Regions from separate parts of the Mus musculus genome. Here region 1 is linked to region 2. Evidence: chromatin contacts called from public promoter capture Hi-C data. All regions are on one chromosome and are shown on one strand. Each heading gives the region's core, a stretch centred on a gene start, on an enhancer-like site or on the middle of the called end of the contact. The rest is flanking DNA. Distances are from core to core; before and after follow the strand shown. Region 1 holds the start of Pthlh (parathyroid hormone-like peptide). Region 2 holds the start of Tmtc1 (transmembrane and tetratricopeptide repeat containing 1).

Region 1 (2,774 bases), core at 178-2,677, 1.2 Mb before region 2:
TTCCACGCCTAAAGTCCATTTTGGAGACAAGCACACCCGCCTTCCTGAATGGTATCGATACTAAAGTTGGACGTTTGCCATTAAAAAGTTGTTACTACTAAATTATATAATATGCTTTGTTATGTAACACAGTCCTGTTTTATATGCTTAAAATTATGTCATTCATAATAAAACTAGACACAACGTTTTTGCTTTTCACACACAGACTGCCACCCACATTTAGACATATCCACTCGCTTGTGTGCGCGCACACACACACACAGACACAGACACACAGACACACACACAGACACACACACAGACACACACAGACACACACAGACACACACAGAGGCACACAGACAGTTCCTGAATCCCCCAGTTTCCTGCTGAGTTTCAGAACCTCTCGGTGGATAAAGTAACTTTGGTGGTTCCCTGCAGACAGATATCTTGCCGGCCCAGGTTCTGAAAAAGACTCCCTCTTATGGAAAGGCACATCAAACTTGTTTCGTGCCTGTCCATTTTGGGGTCTCACCAGCTCTCTAGATGGCTTTCCTGGGCTCAGCCCCTTGCTAGCAGGTACCCCGTGACTGTGTCCAACTCAGGTTGGGACCATCAGGGACCCCTAGGCTTCCTCAGCATCGCCCGCCTCAGCTGGCGCTGGTCTTCCCCACCCCTCACCCCAGGAGGAAGACCGGTACTTACAGCCTGCGGCCAAGCCCCTCCACCGAACGCCCGCGGGAGGGCACGGAGTAGCTGAGCAGGAATACCAGGACACTCCACTGCTGAACCAGCCTCCGCAGCATCGTGCCGCTCGCTGGCTCTGGGGACCTGCAAGAGTGGAACCCGAGGGTCAGTCCCGGCTCTCCATCTCTTCCTCGCACTGCCCCGCTCCCTCTTTTGGAACCCCGTGGCTTCCCAACAGCCACTCCAAAGTCGAGGGCATCTCACAAGTTAGGAGGAAAAAAGAAAACAAGAAAAAGAAAGCAAAAAAGTGTCTCCGAGCCCCTGAGCACTTACTTGTGTAGGAATCAGCGCCTCTAACTGCGCCTCTCTCAAACCGCACAGGCAAAAAGGGACCCGAGAGGGGAAAAAGCAATCAGAGAGCTTCCTCTGAAAGAAGAGCGAAAACCGGGCGTTTTACATAGGCGTCGGGGATGCGTGGCGCGTTGCTGTGGCTCCCATAGCAATGTCTAATTAGTCTTGGCGGCAGCACTCTGGGTCGTGGGGCAGGTCAAACCCCTCTTCAAACGCGGGTGTTCCTCAGGAGTCAGCTGTCCTGCGCACCGGGCCTCTGGGTGCACAGCCACTTGCGGCAGAGCGCGTATATATACATAGCTGTCGGTCTACCTCCTTCGGTGGGCTGGTTGCTTCCGGAAAGTTGATTCCACAACGCCCTTGAACAAGTTGCAGGCGCGCGTGTCGTGGATGCGAGGGCCAGGTGGCCGCGAGGGCGGGTTCCGGCAGCGGGGCGGAGCGGCCCAGCTGGGGCGGCGCAGGTTGGAGAGTAGCTGTGAGCCCAGCCCTGGAAGGTTCACACGCTCCGGGGCCAACCTGCTGAGAAGTGAGCGAGTCGCAAAGAGGTGGCGCCCGAGGAACGCGCGCCGGCGGAGCAGGCAGGGGTGAGCGGGCCGGCGGGGGCGGGGAGCACAGGGGAGCCCGGAGCCACGGAGCCCCACCCCAGTCCTGGCCCGCGTGGGCCGATCTGACGCTCTCCTCCTCCTGAACCGGCCTGCTGTCGCCTGAGTGGCAGGTCCAGGAGTCCAGGTCCCTACAAACAGCAAGGAGGAACCCCGGGTGGCCTGAGAATCCCAAGAGTCCCAAGCTCGCTTGCAAGCTCGCATTGCACTGCATTCCTGCCTGGTGTGGCCTTCTCCTGGGGAGGGGACTAAACCTAGCACCCAGAAGAGCAAAGGCGATTTTGGGTCTTACTGTTTGGGAAGGGTTGGGGACATCACGTCTGGAGCAGGTCCTAGAACGGGTGTGTGAGCAAGGAAGAAGACCCACTTTGTGATCACAGACGACCTGGAATGCGCAGAGTCCTTCTTTCTCACCTTCTTCTGATAACCTACTCTATGTCCTGATAAAGATTCACTGAGTGCCCATTTGCTTCAGCTTCTCAGTGCTGCTGGGCAGGGAGTGGGGGTGGGGGGTGGGGGAGAAAGTTGTGAGTTACTGATTGTGGGTCTAGAGGTGTGTGTGTGTGTGTGTGTGTGTGTGTGTGTGTGTGTGTGTGTGTGAATACTAGTTTCCCCCCAGGTCCTAGATCACGCTGAAATGAACATGGGAACCACTCAAAGAAGTTTGCCTTCTAGACAATACTGCTGGAAAATTTCATCTGACTCTCTAGGAGGCTAGTGTCACTCAAAGACCTTTGTCAGACCTGGGCTGTGATGCTCTACAGACTTCTGGGGTGGGTACTCCTAGGACTTCTCACCCCTCCCCTCCCCTAAGCCTTGCTGCTCGCCAGCAGTTAAAGCTTTCAGCTGTCTTGGGCGGGGTTCCCTCTCATCAGAAGCCCTTGTCTCTTTCCCTTGATTCCTTTAAACTTCATACTTGTAAAAAAAAAAAAAAAGTTGGCTTCTTCCCACCTTAAAAAGAAACCCGGGAATTTCCATAACGTCCTTTAAGTGGTTAAGAATTTGTAACTGTTAGACATGTTTACATGGCACGAAAAGAGAAAGTTTGAACCTGTGACACTCTGTGATAACCCTTCCCCAAAGATGCTGGAGCCCTAATTGATCTGGAGTGGGGAGCCCCATGAGAGGAAAAGAAGGGACTCACAAAGCAACCAT
Region 2 (2,700 bases), core at 173-2,672:
GCTGGGGCTGGAAATGCCCGGGTTAGGGAGGCTATTAGCATCCCAGTACGCAAAGCCCGGTGCTCAGAGTAGGGTGCCTGACACCTCTCCCTAGCTCCTACCTGGAACACCCACAGCATAGCAGCTTCAGGAGCATCGTAGGCCACCTGGTCCGGTCCCTTTATTCCTCATCTGCCCAGCAGTACAACCTCCCTGGAGAAGCTGACAACTTGGAGCATCGCCACCCTCTGGAACCCGCTAATCGCGGGTAGGAAAAGCTCCAGCGAGAAGTCTGCCATCCTTGAAGCCCCGGGGGACATAGCAGGCAGAACTCGGTCCCAACTCCGCAGCCAGGAAGCGCGGGAGAACCTAGGTTTAGCTGGGAAGATATAGGGCAGAGCAGAGATCTCCCCGAGTAGCGCGGAGAGTACCCAAAACAGAGCCAGAAGAAAACGATGTAGTGCTTCAGAACCTGAGCAAAGCCTTGAGAACCTTAAGCTGTCCCGGGTAATGACCAGAGGTAGAGCCAGGTGGATTCAGGACTAAGCCTGGAGCAATAGGATCAGAGTCCGACCCGAGAGAACCCAGCCAGAGCAACGAGATCTCGGGGCAGAGCGGAGAGAACCTCGTTCAGAGAAAATCTGGGGCTGCGCTGACAGAATACTAGAGTTGTGAGGGCCTGGGACAGACCCTGGAGAACACTTAAGATAGAATCAGGAGCGCCAAGCATAGAGCCCAGAGGACCTGGGGCAGAGATTGGAGAACGGAACAGGGCAGAGATGCAAAGCGTAGAACCTAGAGGACCAGACTGAACAGCCAGAACACAAGATAAATCCAGGAGGATCTGGCTGATGACTAAAAGACCAGGGGTAGAACTGAGAGAAAGGGGAGAACAACCTAGAGGAGGTACCGAGGGACCTGTCAGAAGTGTCCCCGCCGTACCATCCCTTCTCCAAGGAGAGGCGTCTAGACCCCAGGACGCACAGGCTCACCTGAAGGACAGCACGCACAGTGGCCGATAGGACTTGTGGCTGGTGCTGTCCGCCAGGCCCTTGCCCCAGAAGTCGTTAGCGAAGATGGCCCAGCGCAGCGGTGTCCCGGGCCGCACGTCGGGGTTGTTCACGATCGCCCACACATCGTCGTGTACAAACTCGCCCCGCAGCGAGCGGCCGTAGCAAAGGCAGCTGGCCCCAGCTAGCAGCGCCGCGGCCCCCGCTGGAACCAGCCCGCAGCGCGGGCGCCGCGAGGGCGCGCGCTCCCCGCCGCCGCGGTCCCCGCGGGTCACCAGCATCGCACCGCCCGCACGGCCGCTCCCGCGCAGCGCGCATCCTCCCCGGCCGGGACCCGGGCGCGCAGCGGCCTGCTTGGCTCAGGCATCGCACGCCCACTGTCCCCGCCCGGGCGCCCGGTGCTCTGCCGCCGCGGTGGCCCAGCTGCAAATAAACAGCGATCCCCCCGCCTCCCCGGGCCATCGCCGCCGCCTCCGCCCACTCTGCGCATGCCCGCTTGCGCGCCTCCGCCTCCTGGATCCTGGGACCTGAGGTCCCCAACACCTGGCCTCTACCAGCTGGCGCTGAGTCCGGGACAGCCAGAGCGCGCAGGTTTAGCGGGTCGCCGCAGGGCTTGAGGGGACACGCGGGAAGGCCACCCAGGGTCCCACCGGGTACGCCCAACTGCTTTCCCAGACCAGTCCCCAGCCGGTCTCAGCTGCGGAGGGGCAGGTCCCCGCCGCCTCCCGGCCGCAAATCGGCAGGCTTGTCAGGTACTCAGTCTGGACCCGGACACCCTCTCTCCCTGGAGGCGTGAGCGATTCGAAACCAGCTGGACAGATGGGGGACAAGCTCCAGCACCCGCAGGGCTTAAAGTCTTCCAAGGTGCTATGCCCCAGTCCTGGGAACGCAACGCGCGCAGCAGTCCTTTCCCCAAAGCCCAGGGGTGCATCCCCGGCTGTGAACTGCCTCCTTGCTGTTTCTGCTGCTGCTTATAATAAGCCCGGTTTTGATTTTTATTTCCGTATGGGAAGCTCTTCCTTTTGTTTTTCCCTTAAACTCTTAAGCAATGAAGGAGGCGCTGAACACATTACTTCTGGCTTTCTTTTGGTTTTGGTTTTGAGACCCTGCCTTAGGCTGACATTCAGGCAGTCCTGGGCATTGGCTACAGAAGCCAGGCTGATCTCGAATCCTAGAGTACCCCCTACCTCAGCTGCCCAGGCCCAGCTACTTTACCTGCTATTTTACTGGTTGGATCTCTTGGGAATAATTATTGTCTCCTGGGAGACTGCCTTGACCCTTAAATACAAATTAAAACTATGGACTGCCTTGGCATTGCCTCTGGCTCAGAAACTTCCTGTCTTTCTCGAAACTGTTCTACTTTTGAATGCCAATCACAACAAATAAATGAGGTATTCCAGAAAAACACTGACTTCCCCTAATACTGAAAAGCCCCGTTGGTTCTTTCAGGCCACTTGTGAATGGACATGGCTTTATTACTGAAATTAACTGAGACTTCATACATCCAGACCCCAAACCTCAAAATAAAGTCGTCATTAAAACAAACAAAAGCCAAACAACATCAAACTTTTGACAAGAAAGAAAAGAAACTTGAAATGGAAAGGAGAATTTGTTCTTTGAGCCTCCCGATGGCTCCTTAAATTTAAACACCAGAGCACTTAATGCAGCAGTTCCCAAATTAACAGGGACATAGTCCAAGACAGGATCCATT

What was found. Promoter capture Hi-C pulls out the DNA fragments that hold promoters and counts their contacts.
Region 1: a promoter capture Hi-C map of liver shows a contact between it and region 2, with 5 times the contacts expected there. The contact joins the promoter of Pthlh here to the promoter of Tmtc1 in region 2.

The regions. Positions count from the first base shown.
Region 1 is chr6:147,262,586-147,265,359 of GRCm38.p6, forward strand. Pthlh (parathyroid hormone-like peptide) reads right to left here and starts at 1,428. Exons shown (of 4, transcript NM_008970.4): 1 at 1,000-1,428; 2 at 685-810. The coding sequence starts at 785.
Region 2 is chr6:148,442,930-148,445,629 of GRCm38.p6, forward strand. Tmtc1 (transmembrane and tetratricopeptide repeat containing 1) reads right to left here and starts at 1,423. Exons shown (of 20, transcript NM_198967.5): 1 at 972-1,423. The coding sequence starts at 1,270.